Linked DNA regions of Mus musculus: region 1 is linked to region 2. The links are chromatin contacts, called in public promoter capture Hi-C maps. All regions are on one chromosome and are shown on one strand. The core of a region is the stretch at or near the end of the contact, and the rest is flanking DNA. Distances in the headings are between cores, read along the strand shown.

Region 1 (6,883 bases), core at 1,831-4,330, 1.3 Mb before region 2:
TACTAGTGTTTGCCTAAAAAGATATCACAACCTTTCACTGGAATGTTCTATTAAGCGAGATCCTGCATAAGAAAGCATTTATGTATGGCTTGATGTCAAAAAAGCCAAAGGAAATAGAAAGGTGTTTTGGGGTAAGGCCTTTGGTAATTAGACTTCTTATCAGCAGTGTAACACAGTCAACAAAGGCCTTGTGTTTTGTGAGCTTTGGTTTTGCCTTCCATAAGAGGACAAAATATGTGTGTGTGTGTGTGTGTTTGCAAAGGTGGTCTCAGAAACATAGAGCTAACCTTCGTATTCATTAATAATGCTTATGAATGAATTCCATAAACTGGTACTCTTGTTCCAAGGCAAATGATTATCTAGTCAGATCTGGCCACCCAAGTAACTCTTGCCTTTGTTCTTTGATACACTACTTATGCTATTTCTAATAGCAATGATGAGCTTGGAAAAGATGCAGATTTCATTTGCCTTGGATGTTTTATTAGTATAATATCTCTGTTTCCACTGCACGAATCTGTATTTGAATAGAACTCTTTTTGGAGTGACATAAAAAGACCCCATCTGACAAGATAATGAAGGTTAGCTCTGTCGGTATAAAAATTCCAGCTCACTGGGCTGTTCACAATTGAATACGGAGTCTTGGCTTCCTCCATGGCATCCCAGGGTCAGTATCTGTCTCTGCAAGTAAAAGTCAATGACAACTTGCCTGCAAGGGGAAGATCCAATTGCAGCTTAAGAATGGAGATCAATACAATCACGGCAAGTAAACTTGTCTGACCTCATCCTTTGTAAGAAGGAAAAGAATCAACAGGGCATGAAGAGTTGTCAGCATTTTCAGTTTTGGCAGGTGATAAAGGGGAAACGGTTTATGCTGTCCTCATCCATCACTAGACATCAGTAAGATCATTAAGATTAGAGCTAAAGAGGTAGTACTTTATCTATTTCTCTTGCTGGACATCCAAGCTGCAATTCTTCTCAGCTTGGTTCAATCCCACCCACCCAGTGTTCCATAAGTACTAATTCTGTAGATGCTCATGCTAGCCTCAAGAAAACCCAACCTATACTCAATTGGCTTATTTCATGTCATACTCTTCTGGAAACAAGAATTAATAGTTAGGAAAGTATATTGACACACAAAATCTTAGAGGATTCATTTATATAACAGTCCCATGGATTTACTGTGTGGGGAAACACCTACACATTCCTTGAAAAAGGAGGTGGTTTTTGGAGTTTGGAAATTTTGAAGGACAAATTGGCATTTGCTAATGAGCAAAACGGTTTAGTTTAGCTCAGCTTGACCACCATTTATTGAGACATACCATGAGATAGATACAGAACGGACACTGGCTTTTAGGAGGTGAATGAAGCTTTGTTGCTTTCACTGGGAAGTTCACAGGTATTTGGTTCATGGAAGAAGCAAAGGCCTGAAGGAGATTTTACCCTAGATGGGAAGTGAGTAGAAAAGAAGAGATCTCCTTTGCAAAATCATACAACTTAGTCTTTAAAAGACCTTCTATAGTTTTGTCATTTTTTTGTCATGCTTTGCCCTCATAATAGCAGTGAAATGTTCAGAAAGAGTCACAGGAATTGGAAATAAATAAATACTTGTGCCAAGTCATGGTGACAATCCTCCATATATGATAATTGTTTCTCAGAGAACTCCTGTCCAACTGGAAGGATAGGTGCCATTACTACCATGGTTGGTATCTTCATCATCATTTTGTTTGGAATGATGATATTTTGAGGTTTTAATTGGCATGAGTTCATTACTTAATAATACTACTCATAATGATAATAATAGTAATAGAGACATAGTACGCTTCTGCCGAACTAGAAACAAAGGCTGCAGACAGGTGCTACAGAAAAACAAAACAAAACAAAACAAAACAAAACAAAAAAACCAACCAAAACCAAAAATACCCCAAAACAACTGAGCTTACCTTGTTGTAGAAGAATTTTCTTGCTGTCAGATATCATGAGCAGTGAAATGTAGCCAAAAGTTTCAGCGAAGGAAACATGAGGGAGAATTGACTCAGCCCAGGCCCTAGGAGTTGGTGTTGGCACTGTCTAAATGCTTTTGTTACTGCTGATGAGGGACCAGCAAATGATAGTCTTTGGCAGATCACTCATCAGTCTTGTAGGCTGGTGGGTGGTTCTCTCCACCTCTGTGACTACCTGCCATCTTTAGCATGCCCACACAGTGAGAGAGCAGTGTATCTAGCCATGCTGAGCAGTCTCCTTACAAAGGACTAGCAACTGGAACTTGAAACTCACAAATTTCCATTGAGCACTTATTTCAGTATCCCATGATGGTGCCTAAAATTTGATTTGTGAACCATGCAGATGTTCAAAGATGACAGTTTTGCCCCCTCCCTCATTGATCTTTGAGCAGTTGTTCCTTCCAGTGACAAGAAGTAAACAAGATGGTGACAGGCTCCTCAAGTTCTTGTACCAATTTCAACCTGATACTTCACCCCTCCAGCTGGAGACAGGGTTATTTCTGGTGAAATCCTTGCTGTAAATAAACCAATCAATTTTCCTTACAAATGATTTCTAATATGTAATTATGAAATCAAGCTCTCCCATAAGCAAACTGGCTCTTGACACAGAGTGATAGGGTACACAGTAATATTTTAAATAACTTATGATTGCACCACTATTTATTTTGAAGTTCAATCTTCAGGGTTGGGAACTATATATTGATGGCAGTTTAGAGATTAACGGCAAGCTAAATGTGAAACTCTATGAGGCGATGCTTTGATATAAACAAATGTATGAAAATAGCCTCCTGCAACTGTTTGCAAAGTCTGGCAGGGCTGCAGGGCTTTCTGCAAAGCAGAGGGTGCAAAATGGACTAGATTCATCAAATTCTAGTAGTGGTCTGTTAAAAAAATAATGGTTTTGTCTTCAAATGGAAACTGCTAACAGCTTTTCCCGGCCACTGCAGTCCTCTTTCCATCTGCTTGGGTTTTATAATCGTGTCGGCTTTGGAAAATTACAACACGGAGCATATTCTCCCAGAGGTCTGTTAGCTGGCTGAATATTCTGGGCTATGAAAATAGTGACAACAGTTGAAGAATTTCTCTGCAGAACTGTTACAACCACTGCATCCTAACAAGCTGTGCTGGTACTGTGAGGCTCTGGCAGGAGCGGAGCATCATCTTGCATCTGATCACAATTTAAAAAACTCTCACGTACACTTGAATAGCCATGATCTTTCAATCGGAGCTCTTTGGTGTAATAGCTTCTTTCTTCCTATTTCCTTCATCTTTCCTTTTATTCTAGTTCCTCAAACCCCATTTCTATACCAAAAGTTATCATCTAAGGTACTGTTCGCTATGCTTAAGGTGAGGAGAGTCCAGAAAGACCCCATTAGTCTATGGGCTACTTAAGAAGAGCAAAATTCCTTTCTGTCTCCAGATACTTCTCAGGAAGGTCTCTGCTCATAGTGAGTAATCATTGTGGAGAAATAAATGAAAGGTACTGGGTCCTTATAGGATTTGTCATATTTCTGAATTATCATGTGCTTATACAGTACCTCTATTGCTGTCATCTTCACAGGGTTTGAGGAGGGGAAATGAGGTGCTATTGCTTTGATGTGCTAGTTTAAGAAGGGGTTAAGGTTACAAGAGGTTTAGATTACAAGGCAGGAGATTGATTAGCTAAGTTGTTGGGAAATGGGAGAGGTACAGTAGAAGCTGGGGAGCCTTCAGACAACAAAGTAGGTTCAATTTGTAGGGGAAAAAGAGGTTTGGGAGGGAAAGGTCTTAGATATCAGTTTGAAGAAAGCTTCAGCAAAACTGGAGGTGAATCCTTGGGCTAAAGATGATGGTCAGAGGGTTCCATGTTTTCTGTAAATTTCCCCGCCATTCTGAGACTTTACTTGGGTGTGAGCTACTGCTGATATCAATGTGGTGATGTAGTTTAGACAGTGAAGTTAAGGCCCTTAGTCAGTTTCATTCTGTGTACATGGCAAGTCTGAGGGCAACATTTTTTTTTAAATTGGATATTTTCTTTATTTACATTATAAATGTTTTTCCCTTTCTAGATCTCCCCTCTATAAACCCACTATCCCATTCCTCCACCCCTTGCCTTTATGAGGGTGCTCCCCAACCTACCACTCCCGTCTTCCCGCCTTGGCTTTCTTTTACAATGGGGCATTGAACACTCTCAGGCCCAAGGGCCTCTTCTCTCAATGATGTCCAACAAGACCATCCTCTGCCACAGATATGGCCAGCACCATGGGTCACTCCATGTGTATTCTTTGGTTGGTGGCCCAGTCCCCGGGAGCTCTGGGGATCTGGCCAGTTGACACCATTCCTCCCTCCGTGGGGCTGCAAACCGTGAGGTCAGCATTCTTGTGGCCACTGCATCTTAATGAAAAATCAGGAAATGGACACCAAGAGATGCAGAGGGATTTTTCTTCAAATCCTAAGCCCAGTGCTCAGGAAGTGTTGAATGAACTGCTGGATCCCACTCCACGAGGTATCTTCTGCTATTTTATAACCCATGGGATGTCTTCGCAGATACACTCTGGCTTTACTTGCACTTCTGAGCTCCCTTCTCTATTCAGAGTCTTCATGTGACTTAGGGTGTTTGGATAGGAAGTAGGAGCTTCAAAGCTAGGCTGCCAGAATAGTTGGCAGGAGCAATTCAGGGTGTGGTATCTTTCACTCATGACAAATAACAGAGTATGAAGCTGGAAGTAGAGTATTAGGAATCCTTCACTAGGTATGAAAATGCCAGAAATTCCTTTCTACAATAGAGAAATTCTCTAAATAAAACAAACTGAGAATTGGAACATGCTGTAAATTTACATGAACTCCTGGAAAGTAGAGACATCGTCTCTGTTTTCTTAGGCTTGATTCCAGAACCCTGACACTGCATGGCAGAATCATATAGCATAAATATTTGTCTTTGTTTGAATGTATATTAACTTAAGCTTAGAAGGGACCCCAGAAACCATCTCATAATACCTTAGAAGACAAAGGGAATTGGCTTTGGGTTATCACTAAAGCCATCCTTTGGAGGATGTTGAGACCCAACACTCTCTGGCTTCTTTTCTATACACCAGTCCCTGTTCCTCTCTACAGACATTTTTGGATTGAGTGCTTGGGTTTTAATATATGAGACTATGAAACATATTGATGTTGAAATTTTCTGGCATATTTTGTCAAAGGAAGAGTTTATCTTCTTGTATTTTCCCAAGCTCAATACTTGAAGGATTGTAGAGGATAGGTTAAAGTCAATTTCTCAGATCGGAAGGAATAAGTAGTTTCCTGAAGCAATAGTGATTCCTGAATCCTGTATGATGACATCTATATTTGGGACTATCACAAGATACCTTAGCAAAGCAAGGGAGAATGGACATACTTGCTAACTGGCTTTTTTTTGGGCCTACCTATCTGTGTGGTCAATAGTTATTAAACTCTATGTCTATGTTAGGCATTGTGACTATGTTTGGAAGATTTTAGGAAAAACACTATGGGGGTAGACTAGCTGATTGGTTAAACAAGAAGTAAATGTGGAGACATAAAACCATGAGATAGTTGGAAATGTTTTAAAGAGAAAGATCTTGGATTATGGGAGATTATGAAAGTCTTATGATAAAGGATGTAATATGAGGCGGTGAAAATTCACTAGACATGAAAATATTATCTTGTTAAAAATAAGAGGACCAAAGAGTTGCCAAGAGGAGGGGGTAGTTGTGAAGGTCCAAAACCCTCAGCAAGACCCTGTATGTTTTCATAGCAAAACATAAAAGTCTTCCAAGATAGAGCCTGTTGTGATGGCTAATAGTAGGATGCGAGGTCAGTGAAATAGGCAGGGCTAGATGCTCAGTACCATATTTAAATCTTATCTAAAGAACATTTGCAATCCATTAGGTTTGTAAGCAAATTGTGTCATGATTTGATTTATACTAAATAAAACCATGGGGGTATGAAGACATGCATGGAAACAAGGGGACTTGAGGAGCCTGTTACCAGCACTTCTTGGGGCTGGGCATGCTGCAACAGACATGCTGACTATATAGAAGGGTTCTGGGCATGTGTAAATCAGACAGACCCGGGTTAAGGACTTATTTAGGGGCTTGCCCTGCTTGTAGTGGCTGGAGTGCAAGTGTGCATTAAGGAACAAGGAGACACATGAAGTAGAAAAGGTAATTTCTGCTTCACAGATCTACTGAAAGATCGCTTGAGAAAAAAGCCTGCCTCTGTCCCTGTGATTGAATTTCTTCTTCCATTCTGTGACTCCTCTGGAATCCAGAGTGTGTTTGATTGGCATGCCTTTGTTCCACAGCATTGCCATGCTGGGCTTTGTTGTGAGGGTTTCCATGGCTCCAAGTGAAGGGAAGAAACTTTTAAAAGTCTGAACAACAAATAAATCATGAAAATAGAATGAGGTATCATCAAGTGTCAAAAGTTTTTTCATAATCTGTAACAATCAGAGGTTGTTTCAGGAGACACCTGGTACAGGCTGTTATGTACTATTTCTCTATCCTTGTCAGGGATCAATCTCCACTGAATGTTTGAAGCAAGGCCTCTCGGTCCTGAACACAAAGAACTTCCTTCTGCAGAAAGAAGAGGCCAAGATACAATGATTACAGATTTGTGTTTCTGTTTTCTGTCTCTGCCAGTAAGCCAGTCTGCTGTTACCATATACCAGATGCTATTCTGAGCGGTTTTTTTTGAAGCAGTTCATGTGGTCTCCTTAATTATAATGTCAGTGATATTATCTTCATGGAAAGATGAAAAATGAGATTAAGTAATGGCTCTATGTCATAATCCTTTCTAAAGAAGTTAAGACTGGGGCTGTAGCGAGAAGCATAGTGGATTTCAGACACCTGCCCTCTACCGTTGGTCCTCTAAGATGCTTAATAGTT
Region 2 (6,518 bases), core at 2,303-4,802:
GTTATTAAAAGCATTCACTTATTCTGAGAAAGTATACTTAATGGGATTGACATGATGTTTTCCATCTTGAAAAGGGCATTTCGACTAATGTTTACAGTGAGATTATAATTTTAGAGTATTGGGAATAGTATACACTGCAGCTCACTCCATCACGTTCTTCCAACTGGAGACTTAGAAGATGAGAATACCGATCTAGGGGAAAAAGAGTGGTGCCCTGGACCAGATTGGTTGTGGTTGGAGTGTTCAGAGGTGAACTCTGGCAATAGCTTAACAGTTGGAGAAGCAGTAAGTTCTGATGATTTATACACGGTACAGATTGGGACATCAAGACTGGCTTCAAGGCTTTTGACCTGAGCAAATGCAATGGCAATTTGAGGTGTCTCTGAGCCATTCGCTTGGACATTTAAATAGGTACCAGTAAAAAGCAGAAGAGGGAGAGTAACCAAAGAGGAAGAACCAAAACTCAAGGGGCTTGGGTTTTGTTTTTCAATGATGGGAAGTGGTGACTGATATATTTTGTGTACCTGGGAGTGTTTCCAAGTGAGCAGAGAGATGATGATAAAAGGGAGGAAGACCTATTGAAGCTAGGACTTGAATAGGAGGGAGTAGGTGTGTCAGTGGAGGACCTGTCCTTAAGCAGGTAGCTAGGCCATCCATTGTAGCAAGTAGGAAAGTCAGGTGTCCATGGACAAAGGCAGACCTCAGGTGACTGCCTTCCTTTCTCAGTGAAAGAAGCAGTCAGGTATGCAGCTAAAGGTAAGACTAGGGGAGAAGTTCTGATAAGAGGTTTAAGATAGAATAGAAAGTACGATAAGGTCTTTTATGACTGTGGCCTTTTGGATTTTGTATCAATATGTATTTATGGATCTTAAGAATTGTGATTTGAACTCATTTGGATACATTTAAGCTAAAAACAGAATTCTTTGCACCCTCCAAGAATAAGGATTGCTTAATAATGTCTTTTAGTTGCACAAACATATGTGGGTTTGGGTGTATATAAAGTGGAAGCAAAAATATACATTTTAGTGCTTGCCCAGGATAGTGGGAGGGAACAAACGAACTGCTTATTTTGACTTAGGTACATCTGAGATACCAAGAAGTACAAATCATATTTAGCTAACAGAGAACAAGGAGTTATCTACATATCTAAGAAGATGGTGCTTATAACATCTAATCTTAGTCTAGCCTGAATCAACCCTTTAATTAATGGTCATAGAGTAAACATATTTTCAGATGAAAACAAGACCATAATATAGACTCCTAAAATCTGAGTTTGGAACCTATTGTAAGGCTACAAGCCCTTCACTTCCAGTACCAGCACCCACCTACACGTTACAGGAAACCTTTCTCTCTGGACATTTTCACACATGAGAAGCTCAGCAACTCCAAAGCTTTAAAAGTCAGAAAAGAACTTCCCCTCCTGTGAAAAATGGGGCCTTCAAAACCCTCTCCGAGGTGTTGAACTTGTGAGTAGAGGACATGGCAGATAGGATTTAGGATCTGTTGCATGGAAAATGAAGTTTGACCTCATGAATAATGACAAACGGGATGGCTCTTGTCCAGTTCAAGAGGGCTGTCAGTCCTTTGAAACAAAACCTTGCACTTAGAGCACTAAGCAGTCTTGTTTGTGTTCAAACACTGGTGCAGAAGGGCATTGAGGAGAATTTCAATAAGGGCTCTCCCTTCTCTGTCCTGGGCATAGACTGAGCTAGGGGGTGCTTACTGAAACTTTTTTCCAATCAAATACACTCTTACTTAAGAAAAAAAAAACACAACTACATCTGTTCTTAAGACTTCGTTGGCCTTAGTTCCTTATTGTATGCTTTATCCCTGTAAAATATATTAATACTATCTAAATCTTTGAGCTAGAAATGGACATTTGGGGAAAGGTTGAGACAGACTGGCATGAAACTTCTGTTGACATCAGCAATTCTCCTGCCCCATCCCCCCAAATGCTTGGATCACAGGCATGGACCTCACTGACACTGATAACTTATTGATAACTTTTAATTCTAATGTATGCTGCCTTTTACATATTGTAATTTAAAGGAAGCACTTTTCCAGATCAATATCTACCTTGTTTGTTAAATATGCTATTGAGATTAACTTTTAAACAACATTCTGCTTATCATGCTAATTTCTGAAGTAAATGAATTTTATAAAATATGTTTTTGGGAAACTTAGCTTATTAATCACACATAGATCTTATAAAGTATTTTCTTTTTGAAGTGCTGTTCTCTTTTTACTGATTATTTGACTTGCATACTTTTGAAATAAGATGAGGAACCAAATTCAACTGACAGGGGCTTCAGAAAGACATCTACCTAACTTCCTTAAGAGACTAGTAAGTTACAACATCATTAGTCCAGTCTGAATCAACTTTCTGCAAACTGTTGAGATTTCAGTAGGTATTTCTGGAATCCATTCAGTAATTTCAGTTTTCTAAGCACCAGGAAAACTTAAAAATAAAAACTAAGAACATACAATTCTTTATTATGTCGTGTGGATCAGTTATCATTGGACTAAACAGTCAAGTGTGGTTTTCTCTGTGTAAAATGTTCCTGTGGGGAGGAATTACACTGGATTAAGTCCCCATCCAGCGCTCCTCTGTCTACATGGAAAGCCTTTCCCCTTCCACTTTACAAGCCTCAACAAGTCCGCTGCTGAGTCACAATCTCCTTTCCCCCCTGATGTGAGAAATCTTTCTCCCTTGAAAATTAATAAAGCTTCGGAAATGTTCCGATGAGAGTCTCCCGGGGGAAGGAAGCCAGAAAGAACTTGTAGAGGAGGAGTCCGGCACCCCTGGGTTGTGGTGACAGCGCACCCAGGGCTTGCAGCAGCGGGGCCAGGAGGAGCTGGTCTCAGAACCTACTCAGAGCTCTCCTGCGCGAGTAACCACGCAGAGCCCTGTCGGCTCCCAGACTTTGTTCCCCTTGCTGAAGTGGAAATGTTTGCTGCAAAAGGCGCCGGTGTTTCGCGTTTTACTCTTAAAAAACAAACAAAAAAAAATGCCTTCCAGCGGTGGCAAGGGTGGGTGACAGCACGCGCGGCTCGCACCCGACCACAGAGCATGGGACCTTCTAGAGTCCTGCAAGCTTAGCGCCCTAGTCCTGCTAGCAGGTCTGGGACAGCGGCACTTCACGTGACCCCAGGGGCTGGGACAGGGCGGGGCCTGAGGAGGGGGCGCGTGCGACAGGGGACAGGAGGGGCGGTTGCCCAGGAACCGTCCGCAACGCCCGCGCGTGCTCGCCTCCGTGCGCACGCGCACGGTGCTCGAGACCCATTAGCCGTCTCCCCAACTTCCACCGGCTTTTTTTTCACCCCCTTGGGCTCCATTCAAGGTCCTGGACTGAGGGACGCGCCGCGCGCGCCCGCTGCCTCGCAGGGTCCACAACGCACGCTAATGAGGGGCGGGGCGGGGCGAGGCCGGCGGCGGCGGCGGCGGCGCGCTCGCGCGTGCCAGGGCGCGCGACAAGGGGCGGCGCGATTGTGAGGTGGCTGCTGACGCACGTTCCGGGGTTCTTAAGCGGCGAGGGCGGCGGCGGCCGAGGCAGCGGCGGTGGTGCCGGAGCCGGTTCCGGGAGGCGGCGGTGGCCTCCGTGAGGGGCGGCGGGGCCCCAAGTCGGTGCCCCGGCTCAGTCACAGTGTCCCTTTCCCATTGACCCCATCCTTCCACCACGGCCGCGCCGCCACGGCTCCCGGGGCTTTCTAGGCGGGGCAGGGGACGGGGTGCGTCTCCTGCCGCGGCCGCCGGCCTGATAAATGCGGGACTTCGGGTTCGGGGTGCTGCACACTGCCCTGCTGCGCAGCGGCAGCCCACGATCCTCGCCCGGCGGCAGCGCCTACCGGCCCTTCGCCGCCGGGCCGCCCGCCACGCCCTTCGGCCCGCTGTCGCCGCCGCCGTTGCCTGTCACCGGCTTCTCCGAGGCCGCCTCCCCCTTCGCCATCCCCTCGGGCGGCGGCGCGGCCAGCTCAGCCGCAGCTTCCTCTTCCTCCCCGCTCGTGGCGCATCCCCAGGCCGTGCAGGATGAGCTACTGCTCGGGCTGACACAGCAGCCGACGAGGCCGCTCTCGGGGGCGGCGGCCGCAGAGCAGCTCCCCAGCCACCACCCCGGCGGCGGCACGAACGCGGGTGTGACCCACCTCCTCCCCTCCCAGGACTTCAAACCGAGTCTGCACCACCCCTCCTCCTCCTCCGCCTCCTCCTGCTGCTGCTGCCGCACCTCCTCCCCGCAGGACTTCAGTAAGCGGCAGCAGCAGCAGCTGAGCAGCCAGAAGAGGAAAGAGTTGAGCCCGCCACACCGTCCCCACCCTCCGGACGCGAAGCCGCCGCCGCCGCCGCCGCCGCTCCACTGCCCCGGCCGCTTCAGCCCAACACCGCCAACGCCGCCACCACCGCCCGGGCCGCTCCTGCAGTCGGCGCCGCTCGCCCAGCGCTCTCAGCCGTTCAGCCTCCCGCACACGCAGCACCTCCCGCCGCAGGACTTCGCCCAGCGGCAGCGCCCGGTCGACCTGCCCCAGCTCCCGCAGCTCCCGCCCTCGCCGCCCGCAGCTCCGCGGCGCCGCCACGGAGGCGCGGGAAGCCCTCGCCAGACCCCGGCCGCGGGCGAGGGCAGCGCCGCCGAGCCCCCCAATGCGGGCTTGCCCCCCTCGACGCCGCCGGTGAACCCCGCGCCGGGCTCCATGGAGTCGCCCAACCACCCTCTGCTCAACAGCCCCAGCACCCTCCTGCCCGGCGCGGCGCTCGGCACCAGCGCCTTCAGCAGCCTGCAGAGCCCGGACCTGCCGCACCCCGGCGGCGGCGGGGGCGGGGGACCCCCCGGAGGGGGAGGCGGCTCCGCGTCTCCCCCACCGCTGCCCGGCTTCGGCACCCCCTGGTCGGTGCAGACCGCGTCGCCGCCGCCGCCCCAGCCTCCGCCGGCGACCCAGCAGCAGCCACCCCAGCAGCCGCAGCCGCCCCAGCAGCCGCCGCAACCACAGCCCCCGGGCTCCTCGGCTGCCACCCCGGGCAGCGGCGGCGGCGCGGGCGGCTCTCTGAGCGCCATGCCGCCGCCCAGCCCGGACTCGGAGAACGGCTTCTACCCCGGGCTGCCATCGTCCATGAACCCGGCCTTCTTCCCGAGCTTCTCGCCGGTGTCGCCGCACGGCTGCGCGGGGCTCAGCGTGCCGGCCGGCGGTGGCGGCGGCGGCGGCGGCTTCGGCGGCCCGTTCTCTGCTCCCACGGTGCCCGCGCCGCCCGCCATGAATTTACCTCAACAGCAGCCGCCGGCGGCGGCGCCGCAGCAGCCGCAGAGCCGGAGGTCACCCGTCAGCCCGCAGCTGCAGCAGCAGCACCAGGCTGCCGCAGCCGCCTTCCTGCAGCAGAGGAACTCGTACAACCACCACCAGGTAAGGCGTGCGCGGTGGGAACAGGAGCCGCCAAGCCCCCTCGAACGCCCCGGGCGCTCCGGCTTGGCGGCGGACCCGGGGTCGGGGCAGCACTCTCGGGAAGGCGGGCGGAGAGTGAGCAGCTAGGGCTGGGTCCTTCCCCGGGGTGACCGAGGGGACCAGAACTGGGGTTGTTCCCTTCTGGAGTTTGTCCTGAGCTGGGCTAATGAAGCCGAGGCGGCACCTGCAGCCGCACCCGCGGGCTGTCAGAGCTGGGAGGAACTGTCAGTCTGCGCGCGGCGGGCGGCCGCGGGCTGGAGTGCTCTCGACTTCTGCTCTTTTTAATGTTTGGTCACATCTTGAAGGGTTGAAGACCCAAGGCGCCCTTGAATCTAGGTTTTAATGTGTTTCCTCCTAGATGTCTCGACATGGGTGTGTACCGGAATCAGGGGGTATGCGGTATCATGAAATGACACCAAGCAGGCGCTTGGCTACTCTGTGTCCTTTCTGACTCAGGATGTTTTCTGTTATTGCCCCCAACCCGGACTCCGCCCAAGGCAGATTTTGGGTGGCCGTTGAGTTCGCTGATGTTGAGAGTTTCCTTGACCTTTAGTGGGGATAGCATTTATTATGGTGATCATTCGAAATCCAATGTCAAGATGAGGGATTGTCATGGAACCAAAATTTGACCTTAACTGGTTCTTCTCATAACTTTTCTGTTGACCAAAGTTTTCAAGAATGGATGCTGATTAAATTAACCAACGTCACAGTTAACAGTCTATCGAAATTAACCCAAGTAAAAGTTAACAGATTTGTTGGATTGTCTTTTATGCCCCAAGAATGGGGAAATATCAACTTTTGAAGTAATACACAATTTCCCATGGCTTATATGAGCAACTGTCTTTTGTGTGTCGGACTCTTCTCTTTTTAACTACAAGTTTGCCATTGAAATTGATAAATAATTTTGAATTCCCACAGTCAAAATAGAACGTTAGCAGGACATACTGCCGTGATTTGTATTTAACTGTAGTGTGCTCCAATAAACAAAAAGAAATGGGTTTTACCTTGGACTGTAAGAGGTCACACGGCTTTCATATGGAATTTTAGGTCACTGGAGAGGAACTTTGAACTGTGAGTCATTTAGTAGGCAA

The links. Promoter capture Hi-C pulls out the DNA fragments that hold promoters and counts their contacts.
Region 1: a promoter capture Hi-C map of hippocampal neurons shows a contact between it and region 2, with 10 times the contacts expected there. The contact joins the enhancer-like site here to the promoter of Cpeb2 in region 2. A contact is called at or near these places in 2 of 39 promoter capture datasets (cranial neural crest and hippocampal neurons), 1 of 484 Hi-C or Micro-C datasets (cortical neurons) and 6 of 115 datasets of contacts at active chromatin or transcription factors (astrocytes, embryonic forebrain, embryonic midbrain and 3 more).

Annotation. Positions count from the first base shown.
Region 1 is chr5:41,939,286-41,946,168 of GRCm38.p6, forward strand. It overlaps the pseudogene Gm20156. Among named protein-coding and RNA genes, the nearest start is that of Mir6414, 51 kb to the left of the region's middle. Within about 2 kb of position 3,081, at least 26 of the 459 cell types and tissues checked have an H3K27ac peak or open chromatin away from gene starts, as enhancers often do. A contact at or near this core is called in cortical neurons, forebrain and hippocampal neurons, where this site is marked.
Region 2 is chr5:43,229,701-43,236,218 of GRCm38.p6, forward strand. Cpeb2 (cytoplasmic polyadenylation element binding protein 2) reads left to right here and starts at 3,553. Exons shown (of 12, transcript NM_001368806.1): 1 at 3,553-5,388. The coding sequence starts at 3,763. It overlaps Gm7854 (predicted gene 7854), which reads right to left and starts at 5,654. Exons shown (of 8, transcript NR_028417.2): 1 at 5,252-5,654.